Regions from separate parts of the Gossypium hirsutum genome. Here all the other regions are linked to region 1. Evidence: chromatin contacts called from public Hi-C data. All regions are on one chromosome and are shown on one strand. The core of a region is the stretch at or near the end of the contact, and the rest is flanking DNA. Distances in the headings are between cores, read along the strand shown. Region 1 holds the start of LOC107907939 (beta-glucuronosyltransferase GlcAT14A). Region 2 holds the start of LOC107910032. Region 3 holds the start of LOC107910022 (sulfhydryl oxidase 2).

Region 1 (3,861 bases), core at 509-3,008:
TTCTTAAATCACATGATTTTTTTAAAAAAAAGGGACGAATCTAGCTTTGCAGATTGAACTGTTGCACTCTAACTCACTGAGTGTGGCGGTTTATTTCTTTGAAATTTAAGCTTGCATTTCAAAGGATTGTATTTTAAATCTTTTCAAATTTTCAGCACTAAGACATTAAACAATCAATTCGGTACCAATTTTGGGCGTCACGAGGGTGCTAACCCTTCCTCGTGCGTAACCGACTCCCGAACTTATTTTCTCAAAATTCATAGACCAAAATAATTTTTAATGGTGAATCGGTCACACTTTAATAAAATATCGGTGGCGACTCCCATTTTATTTTAAAAGTCAATCCCCGTTTTTTTTTTAAAAAACATGAAAATGGTTTCGACATAGGTTTTCATGGGAGGAGCAACTTGAAAGAGCTCTTACTTGCGATATTTTTATTTTAATTTCGCACCTGTTGCCTATGTGTTATTATTATTACTTTCAAACTTTGCGTTTTATTATTTATTGTACGTTATTTTTAAACACACATTTGCGTTCAAAATATGTAGTTTTCACGCACATACGCGTGTGATAAGATTTCCAGTATAGATAATGTCACTGATTGTGTTGGCGTCACAACTCAACTTGATATTTAATTTTTTAAAAATGAAATTTAATATTGATTGTTCTCCTCACTAACTTGATCTTTTTTTAACGTGTTATAAAAAATGGCAACACCATAATAAACAATTGGAGTGTATTTAATATTCTTAATATGATTTATTTACCTATTTCAATTTTCTTTTACTCGTAAATTAAATTTTTTATTATTTTAATTGCGTACATATTACATATGTGTTGTTATTATTATTAGTTTCAAACTTTATGTTTAATTATTTATTGTATGTTATTTTTAAACACACATTTGTGTTCTAAATCTGTAGTTTCTGCATGCATACACGTGTGATAGAATTTCCAGTTATATATAAAATTTTAATAAATATAAATATATATTTTAGTTTTTTTTAATATGAGCAGACCTAAAATAAGTTTGGGTTAGCCATTTATTAATATGATAGACTTGACAGAATTTTAGCCTTATATTTCGGGTTGGGTTGGACTTGGGCAAACATAATTGTTAATATCATGTTTAAGCCCAATGTAAATCCGACCCGACCCATTAAAGAGTAACCCCTAAATTTCAATGACACTTGTTTTTTTTGTTCAATATATATATTTAAAATTTAATCCATATATTTTAAATATATTTATATATCAAGTTGACATTTTAATCCTAAACTGAAAATTAAATTGATGGAATACAAATATTTTAGAGATTAATTAGAAGAGAACCTCAAAACTTTGACATCTAGAAGGTTAAAGAGAAGCAGAATGAAGTTTGATATGGATATAGCAGTAGGAAGATGAAAGAAAGACGGCCATCTACCGTTATCTAAACCCAAGAGTAGGTCAATTTTCATCATATCATATCACGTCTTTGCTTAGCGCATGCAGGGAGAGTTGATTCAAAGACGCAATCCATATTTTCCCTAAGTTGCGAACTATGAAAACCACCTTTCTAAAAGGAGTTTAGCGATTCTAGATCTGTACCTTTTAAATTAAGTTAATCCAGGGACTGCCTTCACGGAAGCGCGTTACTTGACGCGCAACTCAGGATCGTGAAATGGTTTTGTGTTTTTTGGACCCACCCAAAAGAAGAAAAAACAGAGTTACAATTTTATTTATTTATTTATTTCGTTTCTTTTCATTTTTGAATTTATTTTTAATTCATTTATTTATCACTTAAAATAAATAAATAATTTTAAAGTTAGAGGGTAAAATGGATTATTATACCTTATCAGAAAAAACAAATCAAATCGTACAGATCAGAAGATCCACAGGTTGAAACTTCAAATGTTCTTTCTCTCCAACTAAGCCAAATCTAACCTGAAAGAGAAAAAATAGAATAAAAAACCCTAACCCTAGTTAATTCTTTCACCTCCAAAGAAAAAAAAAATTCATTTCATCATCAAAACAAACCAAGGATTTGAACATTTTACACAAACAAGCAAGAGCAAAGGAGTGAAAAGAAAATGCTATAATCATTTTGATTGGCATTACAGCAAGATAGAGAGAGAGAGAGAGAGAGGGAAAGAGAGAATTGAGCAAAAAACAAAAAACAAAAAAGAGCTTTACTGTGCTGATCTAGATTTTATCATCAATGGTTTTCAGTCTTGTGGAACCAGAGATCCGACCTTTCTCCTGTAACATCTTCAAAATCCAAATTCAACCCGGATTTCCTCATTCGATCCTCAACAAAACCATATGCTCAAAAGTCAATCTTTGAATCCAATTTTACCACAATTTTTGAAGACCCTTAAAACACTATTGTTATGGGAGCTGAAAGGAAATGGTTTTTCAGTCTTCTTTCCCTTACATTTCTCTCCGTTCTCCTCCTCGTACTTTACTCGATCTCACCTTTCAGCCCCCCTAGACCTTTCCCTTCACTGGTCCAACTCGGCCTTCCATATCCACCAGCTTTTGGGTATTATATATTTGGTGGAAAAGGTGATAAAGATCGGATCTTTAGGCTACTCCTTGCTGTCTATCACCCCAGGAATCGTTATGTATTGCATCTTGGAGCTGATGCCACTGATGGCGAACGGTATAGTTTGGTTGTGGCTTTGAAATCTGTGCCTGCTATTAGGAGCTTTTCAAATGTAGATGTTATAGGGAACCCTGATCGGTTTTCGTATATGGGTTCTTCGTATATTGCTTCCACTTTGCACGCTGCCGCTATTTTGATGAAGGTTGATCCTGGCTGGGATTGGTTTATTGCTTTGAGTGCTTTGGATTATCCCTTGCTTACTCAAGACGGTAAGCAGTTTGGGTTCATTTTTTAAAATTTATTTATGTTGTTTTTCTTTTATATGGAGTAATTAGGTGAATTCAGAGAACAGTTTGACTTTGGATATACATGATCTTGATTTAATTGGAATTACTTGAAATTTTGATGAATTTGCATTGTCTCAGTTCATAATATACGGTTTGATACGAAATGGGACTTGAGATTTTCTGATTTTGGTGCTCTTTATGATCTAGGATTAGGCAAATGTTCGGAATTGGTTTAGGTTGCTTTTTCTGGGAAATTAGTATAAATTAACCACAATAGATAGTTGACTCCTAGTTGTAGTTGCTCTTTTGCTTGGATTCATTCTGCCAAAATTTGGTGCACCATTTCTAAATCTTAAATCTTTCCTACAGTCTAAAAATTGGATATGATTTGGGAATATTGTATACGATTCAAGGAAAATTCTTGAATTTGATCATGTTTCTGACTAGTTACTATTGATTTTAAGTCGAGTCCTGAAAATAGATTAGACCAGAAAGCAAACACCCTGGCTCTTGAAAAGAAGATTCTCTTTAAGGAACGAATTTGCCGGTACATATCCATATGTAAATGACACTTAGGCTATCAGATTGAGAGACTGGATAGTGGAAAGTATGCAGTGGGGGATGACTGGCATATTTTTCTCTTAATCAGCGGCTTCAGCAGATTTATGTTGATGATTCATGAGGTTTCAGATCTGCTGATTTTGCTAAAGCTTCTAATTTTAATGAAGGAAACTTTTGGACCAATTTTCTACAGGTTTGCTTATCCTATGCCTGAATGTTTAGATTTCTAGCTAGGCTTGTTTTTGATATGGTCAGATATAGTGGTTGATACATCAGTTTAGCAATTATTGGTTGTTTTACACAGATCCTTAAGCTAATACACTTTAACATTTGGACATGGCAGATTCCCTCGTATCATTTTAACCCGAGATAATGTTAAATAATATAATTTGCTTTTCTAGCAGGAAATAGGTGATGTTTTTTCGT
Region 2 (3,830 bases), core at 547-3,046, 170 kb after region 1:
GATTTTTCCCATATTGGCTGAAGTATAGTGTATTGACTCGGGATAAAAAAAAGTTAAAACATATTTTAAATTTAAATTTTTATCATTTATTTAGAAGTTTTTGAATGATGAATTATATGTATAGTATGGGATGATCTTATTGTTTAATTTATGAAATAATTTTTTTACTTATTTATTTTGAGTTTAATTAATTATGAATTGTGTTTGTGAAGCTTATTTGAAATAGAGGAGATTTTAGTTAAGAGAGACTTTGTAACATCATTTAGTTGTGTTGAGAATGGCATCTCCAGCAGTTCCCACAAATGAAATGTGGAACAGATTAAGATAAGATCTTTCTGTGATAAGCGAAATCAAGGCATGAGAATCTTTTATAACATGCGTCTTTTTTTGCTTTGGAAAGAAAAACTTTTATAAAAACTCAAAACGCCAACATATTTGAACTGATAGGATAGGATAGGATGGCGGCCGTTTTCCTATAGCTATCGTTGATTGAGTATGCTGAATTTTGGATATGCATGAGCAACATGATTGTACTTGTCGGATTTTATCAACCAATGTTTGTTTTATGATTTGTTCTTTTGTATTTTTAAGCTTTTTGTGATATACTTGCATATCTAGAAGCCTTGTAATTTAGAATTCTGATGATGAAAATCAAGCCAACAATGGGGACTATGTTACATTAGCACCCATTTCAGAATTTAGACTAATATGCCAGTAGAATTCAAGTAACGACTTTGAATAATATTATAATATAACACGAGTATTTTTGTTTCTATAGTTCGAAATTCAATGAGCTTACATACGCACAAGGGAAAAAAGAGAGGAGTAAAACCCCAATTAAGACAGATGATGCTGCTCCTTCATTTTGTCATTTATAGATAGTTAGGGTGTCGTAAATGGAACTACCATTATGAGAATGACATTAAATTAACCACAAATTGGTGTATAGAAATTAATTGTTTTTAATCTTTTTTTTTAATTTATGTTTGAAACCTAAATTGGGCACATGCACAATACAGATCCTTAAAAAAATAATAACAAAAGAGTCTAATTACAAGTTAAAAAAAAAAAACAAAACTAGTAAAGCAAGGGCTTGGAAGTAAATAAAAGAGTTCCAAGTTGATGAGCTGATAGTCAATTTAGACATTGTTTCATTCAAACATAAACTTCTCAAAAAGAGAAGGAAACATAAACATGCAAAAATACAAGCTGAAAAACAAAACCTTTCTCTTTCTCAAATTCAACCGTAGCAGTCTTTTTTATACCCGAAAAGGATAAAGAATGGTTGGATACAAATCTAGTTTTCTTCAAACACGTGTATAATAAACAGGAAATTATGATCTAACATTCATTAAAATAATATTTATAAAAGGAAAGTGTAATCTTTAAATGATGATTAAATAATTTAGAAGATGTTTGTTGGATAAAGATTAAAATATGAAAAAGAGGGTGTGGGGGAAAAAGTCAGGTGTTCACATGTGTAGTTTGAAATCAACAGATTCCCACGCCGTGATTAACGTAAACCTTGATCCACTGCAAATGAAGACAAAAAAATATTGATTTTTACCTACTCTAATCTGTTAAAAGGAATTCCCCCACATGTCACGGGCGTAAATTTGGAAATCCATTTCATGGGTATGGTTTGTTGAATTCAATCTAAAAACGTCCGGTTTAATTAACTTTATCAAACTATATTTGATGTTTAAGCTATGTAATTAAAATCATTTCACTGAAAGCGATATCTTACGTACTTTCTCTATAAATTTTCACCTTTGTCAAACCTTTGGCTCGTTTTCAAAAGGTTTGCCCTCTTTTTTGACCACTCATCCCTTAACCATCAAAACCCCATAATATATAAATGTCCTTATCTTAATTCATATACCATAAAGTTTGTGTATGGTTTAAAGTTGGGCAAAGAAAGAATAACAACGCATCTTGATTTAGAAATGGGGAATAGCTTGGGAGGGAAAAAGATGACCAAAGTGATGAAAATAAACGGGGAAACAATGAAGTTGAAGACCCCAGTGAGAGCAGAGCAAGTGGTGAAAGATTATCCAGGGCATGTACTGTTAGAATCAGAAGCCGTTAAGCATTTCGGGATTCGAGCAAAGCCATTGCAGTCGCATCAAAACTTGGAGCCCAAGAGGCTTTACTTCTTGGTAGAGTTGCCAGAGGCTCCCAAAGAGAGAGTCCCGAGAAGGGTCCGGTCGGGAATAAACATGAGTGCTAAAGACAGGCTGGAAAGCTTGATGCTATCGAGGAGATCCGTATCGGATCTTACACTCATGAAACCCATAATTGCGATCCCCGAGGAGGAGAATGAAGAGGAAGGAGGAGGGCCGGAGAGTGGAGCAATGAGGGTAAAAATGAGGCTTCCCAAGTCCCAAGTTGAGAGATTGATCAAAGAAAGTCTAAATGAGAGAGAGGCAGCAGAGAAAATCATGCAACTTTGTGTGGCAAACACCGGGAACAGCTCACGTGCTGAAGCTGATAAGCAGCCGCAACTGCATTGGAAAGCCAGCCATGGAAGCATCGGAGATGGTTTCAAGGCTCGTGAGGTTAGTTTCCCACCACACTATCATACTCTATTTATTTTCAAGGCATGTGTGTTGAGTATGCAGATTTTTTCTCTAAATGAATTCGACTCCAACTTAAATTTTACACAAGAGTCATATAAAAAAGAATTGTATCTAAATAAATTCTTAATTTTATTTTTCATATTTACGAAAGTTAAGCAAGATATGGTGATATTGGTTCGCATTTTTTGTAATGTTTAGTTAACAGTGTTTGCATGGTATGACGTACGGAATAAGAATTGGTTGAAGAATAACGATAGGGTTCTGAATATTCTTGAATTGAATTTTATGGCTTATATACATATAGACTTTGTCTTAATTTGTTGGATTTTATGAAAAAACAATTGAAACTAGCTATAATAATTCCAACTCACCTGATTTGACCATAGAATATTGAGGATGTTGAACAGGACGAAATTCGTTGGATTAGTAAGGTAAAATTGTGGTGTTAATTATTTAATTATGTTTAAACTTGTCACCAAATGAACACTTCATACCAATATTTTGACAGAAGATAGATAGATATATGGATCTTTCCATAGATAATGTTGTTTGAATATTTTAATTACCATTCCTGTCTAACCTTCTCGTCATAAAATTTGACTAATTCAAATGATTTGCTGAGTTGCTTTCTTCCAATCTTTGTAGGCATGCACGTCTTGTTAAGAAAATCAATTAATGGAATGATAAGCTTATAAATAACCAAATAAGTTTTTGTTTGTTTATTTGCAGAAACGGGTGAGTTTCATGGCAATGAATGAAGGAGGGAGCCAAATAGCAGTGACATCTTAAAGGCATGAAATATGAGGTGCAGAGACCTCCCTTGCCTTCCAACTTCATTTCACTACACCTCTGCTTACATTTCAAACCATCACTTGTGTTTTTCTTCTCTCTTTTTAGTGTACATACAACAAATTTAGCTTTGAAGCTTTAGGGTTTTCATCGAAGAGCTTAGAGTACCGAGAGATGTAACCTTTTCCTCGGATGATTATATGAAAATCTTTCGCATTCTGTCTATCTACTTACGTGTTATACGCTTGGAATTACACTGGCTTTTAGATTGAAATAACCTAAAGGCTAAAGATGAGAGATGATGTTAGTCCGTGGCTGGAAAAACAGGAAACAAGCTTTCATGTACTAAGTAAATCAAGAAATATAATGATTTTTGAGGAATTGGTTGTTTCATGTTATTGAAAATTAATATATATACATATATGTGGAAATTTGTGAGAATAAGAAATAAAGTGTCTTACA
Region 3 (3,986 bases), core at 1,050-3,549, 180 kb before region 1:
TAAATTTTTTTACTTTTTCGGTGTCGCCTCATCATGTGGAGGCACCAAAATCTATAAAAAAAAATTTCCTAGTGCCAACTCCAAATGTGACGACACCTATAATTTTTTTTTGAATTTTTCGGTGTCGCCTCTTCATGTGGAGGCACCAAAATCAGTAAAAAAAAATTTCTCTTGGTATCAACTCTAAATGTGGCGGCACTACTAGCTATATATATCCCCAGCACCAACTTAATTGGTGAAGGTTTTATTTTTATTATTATTTATTGTTATAATGTTGAAAGAAAAAAGAAAGAGGGAAGAAATATGTTATGTTGAAGGAAGGAGGATATTTATTATTATGGTGATGTTTTGTTAAGAAATTGTTTAGTTTTTAAAGTATGTTTGCTTTCACGTTGATCTGGTGGCGTCCGAAGTGGCACAAATTTTATTTGTCGTGTGGGGAGTGCACCGTCATTCTTATAGATAAACAACTCGTAAAACATAATGTCATTTTTCGCTCCAACCCTTATTAAAATACCCGATTTAACACTAACGCGTGTTGTTGACTTAATAGGGCGACATTTTCAACAGGCTCGGGATTGACTAACTCGACAAACAATTGAGTTGGTTCAGTGTTGTTGTCCCCATTCGAGCAATAAATTCTCACCATTGTGCCCAAGTCTTCTCCGTCTACAAGTTCTATCTATTGAAATTTCAAATGATTGAAAGAAATTGAAAACCTGTAGAATAGTCTGAACATTATCCTCCCACAACGTTGAGCTATTGTGGCACCAATCCTTTCTTTCATTTCTTGTACCCCTATATTTTTATCGAACCTTATTCCAACATTCTAGCAAGATTCAAATACACAACCAACCGCCCTTTCTAAAATGACTCTGTCAAATTGAATGTAAACAAGAATTTGGTTATTCATCTTCGATACAATTTTTATGACGCACGCTCCAACTAAAAACAAATATTGTCTTTTTTTTTCTCCTCACTTTAGCAGCTAGTAACAATGTGACAAAACAAACACAAATAAATGAGTTGTGTCCGGGATGGGAGATTATATAAACATATTGATTTTGGTGCCGCCACATTATAGGCTACACTTAAAAATTTTAAAAAAATTATCAGTTGCCACCACATTTGGAGTTGACACCAAGGGAAATTTTTTTTACTGATTTTGGTGTCCCCACATAAAGAAGGGGCATTGAAAATTTCAAAAAAACTACTAGTGCTATCACATTTTGAGTTGGCACCAGAGGAAATTTTCTTTTTACAGATTTTGGTGCCTCTACATATAGAGGCGGCACCGAATAATTCAAAAAATAACAAGTACCAGTGTTGCCACATTTGGAGTTGACACTAGGAAAATTTTTTTTTACAGATTTTAGTGCCTCCACATGAAGAGGCATTATCAAAAAAGTAAAATAAATTATCGGTGCCACCACAACTAAAGTTGGTATTGGGTGAAAATTTCTTTTTACTGATTTGGGTGACTCCACATGAAGAGGCAACACCGAAAAAGTAAAAAAAAGAATTACTGGTGCCGCCACATCTAGAGTTGTCATTAGGGAGTTTTTTTTTACTGATTTTGGTGACTCCACATGAAAAAGTGACATCGAAAAATTTTAAAAAAAAGTATTGGTGCCACCACATTTGGTGTTGACACCAATTTTTTTATTGAATTTGGTGCCTCTACAGAAGTAGGTGACATAAAAGAAAATATAACGGTATCGCCACATCTAAAGTTATCACCAAAATTAAAATTTTTTCATTCTACTCTAGGAATATAGATAAAAATACGGATATTTAGAAAAATACATACAAAACAGCAAAAAAAAAAAAGATACTTTTTAAAACTAATCGTTAACGGAATAATTGAGTGGTGATTTGGTGAAATTCTAAGGTGATGCCGCCTTGAGAATTGATGACATCGGATTGCACTATAATTTTCAAGGGATTCTCCTAATTAATCTGGAAGTTAGATATTTTTATAATTTTTAAAAAATATAACTTATACGACAGATGAGACAGCCTCAAGTCAATTTCTCATTATGTATCTAACCAAGGCTCTCTCTCATAATAGAATTGACACTAATTCTGCTTTGAATAGCAGGCTCATGAAAGGAAGGTGAGTGCCCGATTGAAGGAACAGGAAAAACAAGAAGAGGCAGCCAAGTTTTACCTTTAGGACATTAATAATTATATAGTAGTTTTTAAAAAATTTAGTGGTCAAAGCATAATTTTAAGAAAATATAAAAGACTAAACTTGTAATTTACCCTTCTTTATTTACTTAAAAAAAATTTGACCTTGGGCTTTGTAGCAATTCTGGAAAGAAAACGAAATAGGAAAGCACGTAATTCTTAACCTTCCATCGGAAATTTCCAAACCCACCCACCACCACCACATCGTCTCCTGCCCCATGATACCTAACTGGAGATCTCCTTTATAATTTGTTTTTTCTTAAATTCTAATATCCATTAATACTTGAAGAAAATCAAAGGGAAATTTTTCATTTCAATTCCGGCGAAGCTGTGCGAGAAAACCAAATATATTTGTACAATCGGTTTCTTCCCCCATGTCTCTTGTACATTGGATTCTGATTTTGAACCTTTGGATCTTAAAGGCAACCTCGTTGCAAGCGGGATCGCGGGTGGTACTTCGTGAGATTGGTCATAACATCGTCGGCGGTAGTGATCCCAAGGACTACGCCGTTGAATTGAACGCCACGAATTTCGATGCTGTTCTCAAGGACACTCCTGCTACTTATGCTATAGTCGAATTCTTCGCTCATTGGTTAGTGCTCTTTTCATTTATACGCTGTCACTGTTTTAAAGGTTTGAGCTTTGATTTGAGCAGAAAACATTAAATTATGCTTGAGGTTTATAGTTTTGTTAACACTGTTGACCAGGGTAGAAAAAGTATGTTGTATTTGTGAACTTCTTTATGAAAATCTTAACCTGCCGGAAATGTCTTCTAATCTAATTTCGTTATCGTTATGAGAAATGGAATGTCTATTTGAGTTGATAAACGAAGATAATAGCTTCAAGTGTAGGAATGGAAATATTTAACCTTTATCAGCCCAAAATTGGTCCTTCTTGTTAATTTTTGCAGCAAACTTGCTCCGGTAAGAAATTAGACACCTTGGATGTACATGAATAGGAGGGTATGGCCATCAAATTTTGGCAAACGTTGTGGGAATTGAACACTGCATTGATGACATTGCTACTAGCTTCTGGAACTAGACGAATGGAATTCATGATAGATCCAAAAATAAGCCTTTGATGCCACGGACAAATTTTCCTTGCCTACCCTTTTTAAGTTTGATATTTTCTTCTTTTTTCCCTAGTACATAGTCAACCTTTTGCGTGAAATAATTTGGATGTACATGATTGAGTGTATGTTGCTAGTAGTTGAATTCCATGCTCCAAGCCAGTAATAATGTTATATGACATTCATTCTTCTTTGTGATTATTGCTTTTCAGGTGCCCTGCTTGCAGAAATTACAAGGTACTATTTGGTATATTTTATGCTAAGAATTTTTCATATCTTCACATTCTTATTATATTTTTGCTGCTTTGCATACAATATTTCAGCACCATTATGAAAATGTTGCAAAGCTTTTCAATGGACCCAATGCTGTGCATCCTGGAATTGTATTGATGACTAGAGTAGACTGCGCATTAAAGGTATTTATTTTGTCTTCTGGATACTTGCTAAGTGCAGCGTCCTGTAAGTACTGCTGTAAAAATACTCGCTTCTTCAAAAGCATATATTTGCCTTACTAGCATGATCTGGGATTTAAGATGGAGTTGAAATGTTTCTGCACTTATGGTTTTGAATATAAAGTTGTATGTTGTTTGTTTAACTGCTGGAACAAGTACTTTGAACTTTGAGTAGCATCTGTCATGGGAAAGACGGACAGTTATATTTGATGTTATTATTCAGTGGTTTTGTTTACTTATTGCTCCAATCAAACATTTATTAACATTGCCAAACA

Evidence for each region. Hi-C and Micro-C count contacts between places; a contact is called where the count stands out from the background.
Region 2: a contact with region 1 is called in a Hi-C map of leaf, with 1.8 times the contacts expected there. The contact joins the promoter of LOC107910032 here to the promoter of LOC107907939 in region 1. A contact is called at or near these places in 2 of 34 Hi-C or Micro-C datasets (fibers and leaf).
Region 3: a contact with region 1 is called in a Hi-C map of leaf, with 1.9 times the contacts expected there. The contact joins the promoter of LOC107910022 here to the promoter of LOC107907939 in region 1. A contact is called at or near these places in 2 of 34 Hi-C or Micro-C datasets (callus and leaf).

Annotation. Positions count from the first base shown.
Region 1 is chrD02:55,054,881-55,058,741 of Gossypium_hirsutum_v2.1, reverse strand. It overlaps LOC107907939 (beta-glucuronosyltransferase GlcAT14A), which reads left to right and starts at 1,758. Exons shown (of 4, transcript XM_016835236.2): 1 at 1,758-2,856. The coding sequence starts at 2,373.
Region 2 is chrD02:54,885,749-54,889,578 of Gossypium_hirsutum_v2.1, reverse strand. LOC107910032 reads left to right here and starts at 1,796. Exons shown (of 2, transcript XM_016837765.2): 1 at 1,796-2,558; 2 at 3,309-3,749. The coding sequence starts at 1,947. The coding sequence ends at 3,368.
Region 3 is chrD02:55,233,704-55,237,689 of Gossypium_hirsutum_v2.1, reverse strand. It overlaps LOC107910022 (sulfhydryl oxidase 2), which reads left to right and starts at 2,299. Exons shown (of 14, transcript XR_005910436.1): 1 at 2,299-2,782; 2 at 3,472-3,496; 3 at 3,583-3,675.